Regions from separate parts of the Sus scrofa genome. Here region 2 is linked to region 1. Evidence: chromatin contacts called from public HiChIP or PLAC-seq data. All regions are on one chromosome and are shown on one strand. The core of a region is the stretch at or near the end of the contact, and the rest is flanking DNA. Distances in the headings are between cores, read along the strand shown.

Evidence for each region. HiChIP or PLAC-seq counts read pairs in DNA pulled down with a chosen protein or histone mark.
Region 2: a contact with region 1 is called in an H3K27ac HiChIP or PLAC-seq map of skeletal muscle. The contact joins the promoter of LRIG2 here to the enhancer-like site in region 1. A contact is called at or near these places in 1 of 5 promoter capture datasets (liver), 12 of 47 Hi-C or Micro-C datasets (embryonic fibroblasts, epiblast stem cells, fetal skeletal muscle and 4 more) and 1 of 2 datasets of contacts at active chromatin or transcription factors (skeletal muscle).

Annotation. Positions count from the first base shown.
Region 1 is chr4:107,451,822-107,455,855 of Sscrofa11.1, reverse strand. All of the region lies in intron 1 of LRIG2 (leucine-rich repeats and immunoglobulin-like domains protein 2), which reads left to right. Among named protein-coding and RNA genes, the nearest start is that of LRIG2, 57 kb to the left of the region's middle. Within about 2 kb of position 1,720, at least 8 of the 83 cell types and tissues checked have an H3K27ac peak or open chromatin away from gene starts, as enhancers often do. A contact at or near this core is called in liver and skeletal muscle, where this site is marked.
Region 2 is chr4:107,508,793-107,513,131 of Sscrofa11.1, reverse strand. It overlaps LRIG2 (leucine-rich repeats and immunoglobulin-like domains protein 2), which reads left to right and starts at 1,824. Exons shown (of 18, transcript XM_021090738.1): 1 at 1,824-1,931. It also overlaps a transcript of SLC16A1 not described here.

The DNA.
Region 1 (4,034 bases), core at 471-2,970:
GGGGGGGAATGCATGCCAGCTGTACCATCACAAGGTTCTCTTGTTCCTATCTTATCAAGAAAATAGGAGTTCCCATCGTGGCTCAGCTGAAATGAATCTGACTAGCTTCCATGAGGACATAGGTTACATCCCTGGCCTTGCTCAGTGGGTTAAGGATCCGGTGTTGCCGTGAGTTGAGGTGTAGGTCGCAGATGTGGCTCGGATCTCTCGTTCCTGTGGCTCTGGTATAGGCCGGAGGCTACAGCTCCGATTCAGCCCTTAGTCTGGGAACTTCCATATGCTGTGGGTGCAGCCCTAAAAAGACAAAAAAAAAAAAAAAAAAAAGACCAAGAAAACAAGAAAATAATTGATGGGAGTTCTCTTGTGGTGCAGCAGGTTAAGGATCTGGCATTGTCACCCCGGTGGCTCAGGTCACTGCTGTAGCTCAGGTTTAGTCCCTGGCCTGGGAACTTCTGCTTGCTGTGGGCATGGCCAAAAAAAAAAAAAAGTAATTGACAAATAGAAATAGGTAGATTGACAGAAATGTGTGTATATATATTTACTATAAACAACATATATATATTTATATGGTATTATAATTTAAATTTTACATTAGGGGTACAAAGTTTTAAAAAATAGACTTCTGAAACATTATTCTAGACACTGGAAATAAGATAATCACAGTTAACCTACCAAACAGATATTTTACTTGAGGGTAATTGGGAGCTTATAATACGTCTAAATGAAGTCTCATTTATAAATCACAGGTGAACTGTTTCTCAGTCCATCCTTTCCATTCTTCCTTCCCTACCTGAATAAAACCCACATGTAATTCAGTAAATCATTTTCATTGTACAAGAATCAAAATCTTAAAGACTTCTGAGCCATTGTCCGCTCTGCCTTCTCCCAGCCCCAGCCTCTGAATTTACTGTCCCACCCACCTAGTCCTCTCCCCAGAGAGAATCACAATTGTCATTGAGATATGTACTCCAGCCCTATAAAAATTAATGTTTTATCATTGCTATACTTAATTGTTGGTTTAAAAAAAAAAAAGGCTGGAAAAAATAAGGGGAAAGGGGAATTCAGTTCACTTACAAAACGTTTTAGGCAGGACACTTTTCAAAATGCAACTGGTCTGGAACTTGAACCCCTCGTGGTTTCCAGCAGGAGCATCTGGCCACCTCCACCTCAGTAAATACTGCTGTTGACTGGCCCTGGCTCTGGCCCACCTGCCAGGGACAGCCAAATGCAGGAAAGCTGATAAGTCACTACCATCTTTTACTTCTTTATTTTTATTCTCTGTACTCATCAGTCCCCAGTCCCCTGAACCCTGATAATGGCCAGGAATAGGCATTTCTCCTACACACAGCAGCAGGAACACAGTTTCTCTCCTTCTCTTTCCTTTCTAAAGGACAGTGTCAAGGACATGTCCAGGCCAGGTCAGTAAATGTTACATCAGAGATACTGCTGCTATATTTACTCCCACTTGCCTTTCGAGCAAAGCAATTTATATGATGAAAAACAACAGAGACAAACTGTCCTGGGTATCTTCAGAGAAAGAAAACATTGAATTTTAAAGCTGTGTCTGATTTTACATTGCAGAAAATTTCCCTGGGGGTTAAATTCCCTTCTTCTCTCTCTTTCCACTTTTTAAAATTCTCTCTGAGGAGAGAGTTAAAGAGACGTATTGCTTCCTCCCAGGCCTGCAGACCTGCAGTTGCTATTCAGAGTTTAATTCAGTCCAGGCTGTCACTGTAACCTTGAGATGAGAGAGACTAAACAGGCAGGAGAATGACAAGCAGAATTATCACTGGATTTGCTTTGGTCTGCTAGTTTCCCTATCAACTTCTGCCCCATCCTTGCCCCCAAATTGCTTCTGGACCAATTATTTTTATTCTTCAAGCCTCAGTTTTCTGCTCAGTAAAATAGGAAGAATCAATTCTGTTTCACTCAGAGGGGTATTGTTAGGAGAGTAAGTATGAATAAGGTCTTGTGGGGGATGGAAGTTTACTCAGTTCTGATTCAATTCAGTAATCATTTCTTGAGTACATATTAAGTGCTGGGGGAGAGTACCATCCAGAGTAAAATGTTGTAATAACCCTTAAGGAGTTAACAATTTATTTTTTATTTTATTTTTATTTTTTGTCTTTTGGCCTTTTTTTAAAGGAGAAATTCTATTATTTATTTGTTTTATTACTCAAATGAATTTATCACATCTATAGTTGTATAATGATCATCACAGTCCAATTTCACAGGATTTCCATCCCACAACCCAAGCATATCCCCCCACCCCACAAATTGTCTCCTCCGGAGACCATAACGTTTTCAATGTCTGTGAGTCAGCATCTGTTCTGCAAAGAAGTTCAGTCTGTCCTTTTTTCAGATTCCACATGTCAGTGAAAGCATTTGATGTTGGTGTCTCATTGTACAGCTGACTTCACTTAGCATGATAATTTCTAGGTCCATCCATGTTGCTAAAAATGCCGGTATTTCGTTCCTTTTAATGGCTGAGTAATAGTCCATTGTGTATATGTACCACCTCTTCTTGATCCACACTCCTCTGTCGATGGACATTTAGGTTGTTTCCATGGCTTGGCTATTGTAAATAGTGCTGCAATGAACATCGGAGTACACGTGTCTTTGCGAGTCATGGTTTTCTCTGGATAGATGCCCAGGAGTGGGACTTCGGGATCAAATGGTAGTTCTATATTCAGTTTTCTGAGGAATCTCCATACTGTTTTCCACAGGGGTTGCACCAATTTACAACCCCACCAACAGTGTACTAGGGTTCCTTTTTCTCCACACACTCTCTAGCACTTATTGTTTGTAGACTTTTCGATGATGGCCATTCTGTTTGGTGTAAGGTGGTACCTCCGAGTGGTTTTGATTTGCATTTCTCTAATGATGAGTGATGTTGAACATCTTTTCATGTCTTTTTTGGCCATCTGCATGTCTTCTTTGGAGAACTGTCTATTTAGACCTTCTGCCCATTTTTGGATGGGGTTGTTTGTTTTTTTGGTGTGGAGCTGCAGATGTTTATAAATTGGGAGATTAATCCCTTGTCAGTTGAATCAATTGCAAAGATGTTCTCCCATTCTGTGGGTTGTCTTTTCATTTTGTTTAGGGTTTCCTTTGCTGTGCAGAAACTTTTAAGTTTGATTAGGTCCCATTTGTTTATTTTTGTTTTTACTGTCATTACTCTAAGAGGTGGATCTGAGAAGGCATTGCTATCATTTATGTCAGAGAGTGTTTGGCCTATGTTTTCCTCTGAGAGTTTTATAGTGTCTGATCTTATATCTAGGTCTTTAATCCATTTTGAGTTTATTCTTTTTGCCTTTTCTAGAGCTGCTCCTGCGGCACATGGAGGTTCCCAGGCTAGAGGTCTAATCGGAGCTGTAGTCACCGGCCTATGCCAGAGCCACAGCAACGTGGGATCCAAGCCGCGTCTGCAACCTACACCACCGCTCACAGCAATGCCGGATCCTTAGCCCACTGAGCAAGGGCAGGGGTCGAATCTGCAAACTCATCGTTCCTAGTTGGATTCGTTAACCACTGAGCCACGACAGGAACTCTCAAGTTAGCAATTTAATAACTGGAAAAAAAAAACAACAAATTTTACAAAGAACCTTAACCTCAGGCAGCAAATGATACATTTCAAATGAGGGAATGTTCAGGGAATCAAAGAAGATTAGGGGAAGTTTCGAAGGAAGAAGCTGCACTGAGATGGGAAATAGTAAGAGGACATTCCAGGGAGAGAAAAAAGAATAAAGTTGTGGAGGAGCCAACAAAGCTCATGATGAATTCAGGGACTGCACCTAAGGGAGCAGGGAGTGATAAACAGGTTCATACTGGAGAGACTAAGAGGTCTATGCGCAATCCTGTAACTGAACTGATGTCTAGTTGAGCAGAGACATGATTAAAGTAGTGCTTTAGGAGTTCCCACTGTGGCACAGTGGGTTAAGAGTCTGACTGCAAGCGGCTCTGGTCTCTGCAGAGCTATGGTATTGACCCCTTGTCAAGAACAGTGGGTTTAAGGATCTAGTGTTGCTGCAGCT
Region 2 (4,339 bases), core at 575-3,074, 57 kb before region 1:
GGTCACTTGGTTCATCCTATGGTGGCATGATCTTTTTTCCTTTTTAATCTGTTTAGGTATGTTACAGCCTATTATGTTAAGCCTAAAACTAAACCTTTAAACCCATTCAGCTATAAAAAAAAAAACTCGCATAATGCTCCCCAGACCATTAACTTGCATTTTTATCAAGGGTCACTGCAATCCAAAGAAAGAACAGCATCTATCTAATCCCTGAATTAATTACTGAAGTAACTTCAGCATTTAAATAATACTTATCCAGTACTTGTTTTAAGGGCTAGATATCTTAAATTCTTTACTATTTACATGACAATTTAAAGGTAAATTGTACCTCAGGGCGTAAGACTTAGATTTATGGGAGTATTCAATGCCTAAAAAACTAAACTAAAATACTCTCTGCTTCACCTCACTGGGCTGGTAGCTGATACCAAAATTGTTTATTTACAGCTAATTCCTACTCACACACTTCCAAACTCTCACACAATTCAGAGCTCACCCTATCACGGACTTTCCTCCAGTAACTAATCTCACAACCGTTTTATCAAGGCACTGAAGTGTACACAGTTTATTTCAAAATCAGAATAGTTCTTGGAAAAAAAAAATTCAAACCTAGTTATGAACAAAGTACTTAACATTTCCCTGTTACCAATGGATGCCTAGATTTATATGCAGACACTGGCAACTCGGCTGAAGTAGTAATTTTTTTTTTTTTTTGGTTAAGATTAATTACCAACTAGTTTTGGCAACAGCCTGTCGCACCAAATAAGTCATGACAAAGAAATGAAATGTTAAAATGCACGTGGGGAAAAAAGGGATGTATTTGCAACAAAAAGCGCGCATCAGACCAAGTGTAACGCTATGCTTCAGATTCCTCTGGACAGGGCCGTCTTAAAACCCCAGAGCGAGGGCGCTGCGGCGGACGTTCTGCAGCCACAGGTTGAATGACAAAGAGTTCCCGTCAGCACCACTCCGGGCGTCTGCCAGTGGCACCGTCCCCTCGGCAAAGTCCACTCGAAGCCCTGCAGTCACGCCCAGGCTGCGGGGACTGCAGGTCCCCCAAGCCACTACCGCAGGTCACCAGGTGGGACAAGGATTGGCTGGCAGAGGAGGTTGGGGCGGGCATGCCACGAGTCCAAAATTACTCCAGCCCCGGGTCCCTTCTCTTGGAGAACGCCGCCAGCAATCTGGAGGCACCACGTGAATCAGCCCCACGTCGTCCCATTTCCAGATCAAAAAGCATCTCCTGAAGGACCTACTGAAGACTAGAGGGGAAGCGACTTCCCCAAGGTCACCGGCAGCACCACCCAACTCCTCGGTCAGGTCGGTGACCGGCACCTGACAACGGGGCCACAGCTCTGCCGGGAGAGGCGCCGTCCTCAGCGTCCCAAGGTCTCCTTCACCAAGGCTGCGCTCCGTGGCCACGTGGCTGCTGCGGCCACGGTGCCCCCGCCCGGCCGCCCCCTCCTTTCCGGAGGACCAAGCTCTCCGCTCCCCCCGACCCCGCAGAGGAAGCGAGGACACCGCGGGGTCCACGCCGAGCGCGCGGCGGGCCCGTTACTAACTAACCGTTATGCGCGGCTCGCGGCGCCAGGCGTGAGCGTGACGCGGCGGCGCGGCTGCAGTTCCGCGGGGCCCAGGATTCAGGTCGCGTCCTTCGCCGGCTGCCTTGTTCGCTTGCCCCGGCACCCACGCGCCGCGCCAGTCACGTCGCAGCTCTCCAGCACTTTGTCGGGCCGGGCCCGCGAGGCTTGCCTTATAACCCTCGGGCCGGAGCATGCGCACAGGAGGCGGAGTCGGCCCTCCCGGCCGCCGCCCCCTCCCCCCTACTCTTACACGGGAACCGCGACTCGCGCCTCCACGAGCTCTCAGGCGCGCGCCCGCTAGCTCGCTCGCGCTCGCCGGCGCCCCCTCTTCGCCACGTGACCGGTGGCCGGGTAAGACCCGCGCGCCGCGCCCCCGCTATGCGGCGGGGATGGCGTCGCCGTGCTCCGCGGCGGGATGTGCTCCTCTGCAGTATTCGCTCCCCCGCGGGACTCGCCCCTCGGACTGGCCGTCAGAGGACCTCGGGGTGACCTCCTCGCTTCTGGGACCCCACCGTAGATCTCAGCCTCAGTCTCGGGCGGAGAAAAGGGGAAAACCGCCCAGGACGGATGGGGCGCGCCCCGGGGCCTGACTCAGGTGTGGGGGGCGAGCGGCGCGCGGAGGAGCCGGGAAGTGACTGGAAGTGGAGGAGCGGGCGGGGCTTGAAGGGACGCGGGTGCTCCTCGGACCCGGCAAGAGGCCGGGGACCAGCAGTTAAGAGCGCGGCTTGTGGCTTCGCTGCTTGAGTTCAGGGACCTCGGGGAAGTCACTCAAACACTCAGGGCCTGTTTCCTGCTCTAAAATGGCAACACTAATAGAAGCGACCTCATAAGGGCTTTTGGTGGTTTTCATGAGAAGTTTCTTACTACAGAGCCGGGTCTGTAGCATTTGCTGAATGGTGGGTGTCAAACGCAGAAGTCGGGAGAGAAGAGCAGGTCTGAGGGTGGGGACGCTAGAAACAGGAAGGTCTCTGTGTGCGGAACGTGGGGAAATGAGAATGCAGAGAGGCCAAATTTGTAATGAACGCTGAAGGATTGGGACAAATACAGCTAAGAAGTCTTTAGAGTCGATTATGTATGTGCTTAGCAGTTCACCTGAGTTAACCGCCCAACCCAATGTTGTAGTTGAAGTGATCAAATTAACTGATCGTGGAGTGCCTCTGATGTCCGAGACTTGAGAAATACCCAAAATCTTTGTAAGGCCCCACGCTTATAAATTTCTGGGGAGGTGAAGGGAGGCAGGTAGAAATCTACCAGCAGTTGATGAGCACAGGCCTGCCTCTGCCGCCTCCCTTCCCCTCCTCCCCACTTAATTCTCTCTACTGCTCAGTACGGTTGGCCTTAAGCTTTTTGTTTTGCAAATGAAGAACCTAGATTGTGATGGAGTGGGGGTTGAGGGAAAGGTCTAAAAACTCCTCCTGTGTGCTTTCTTTCTCTCACCCACTCTGCTTCTGTTTCACACAACAAAAGTTTTCAGTGACAGTTCAGGACAATTAGAATAGCCAGATATGCTTATAAGCAATGATTGCTTTTTACCTTTAATAAATACAGAGAAGGAAGGCACTTCAGGTCCTTAGGGTAGCCAGGACTTGGGAAAGCAGTGCTTCAGGGTATCAGGGAAGTAGTAGCATTCAGGGTAAGTGGTAGGAGAGTTGAGTTAGACAAACTAGGACTAGTTCACGTGTGAACCTAACTAATGGAATGTAGTGGGAAGTGGTAGAAGTAGATGATTCCCAGCAAATAGCAAAAGAAGGCTTTGGAGGGGCTTAGTGTGATAGGTTCACAATATGGACCCAGGATTAGATCTGAATTCCAGCTTTGATACTTGGCAGTTCCTCTAGCTCTTTGTCCTTAAGCAAATCATTAAGCCTCCCTCATTCTCTGTAAAACAAGGATAGTACCTTCCTCATAGGGTTGTTATGATAATAAAATTAGTATTTACTTTAGTGTCTGGCATATAGTAAGCACCTAATAATAGTATAACCATAAATGTTTAACCCTTAAAGCCCCTCCCTTGGGGAGGAGGGGAGGGGAGGCGGCAGAGGCAGCCCCTCCCCAGTGTATCCACAGGGTCATACTTGGTGTTGTAATTTTGTATTCCTTTTCTTGAAGATATCCACCAAAATTATGTATACCTTAAGCCTCACAAAATCTAGATCTGTCCCTAGTAGGAACTCTAGTGTTGTGAAAAGAATATAGACTTTGGAGGAGTTCCCGTCGTGGCGCAGTGGTTAACGAATCCGACTAGGAACCATGAGGTTTCGGGTTCGATCCCTTGCTTTGGGTTAAGGATCCGGCGTTGCCGTGAGCTGTGGTGTAGGTCGCAGACCCGGCTCAGATCCCTTGTTGCTGTGTGTGGCTCTGGCGTAGGCTGGCAGCTACAGCTCCAATTCCACCCCTAGCCTGGGAACCTCCATATGCCGTGGGAAGCGGCCCTAGAGGAGACAAAAAAAAAAAAAAAAAAAAAAGAATATAGACTTTGGAATCAGAAGGATTGTTGCTATAACTTATCCCTGTTACTTTGAGCAATTAGTTCACTGACTTATCCTGGGCCTGTTTTCTTACCAGGTGCACTGATAATATCTACCAGCCTGAGCTGTTGTGACAGTCAAATAAGATAGTATTTGCAAAAGTGATTGGTAAAACTTGAAAAGCACTCAACAAATGTTTATGAATATTATAATTTGTCCATAAATGTATAAGAGGCAAAGATCAAAAGCACCTCCAAGGTTCTTAGCTGAAAAAGTGGGATGAGGTGGAGT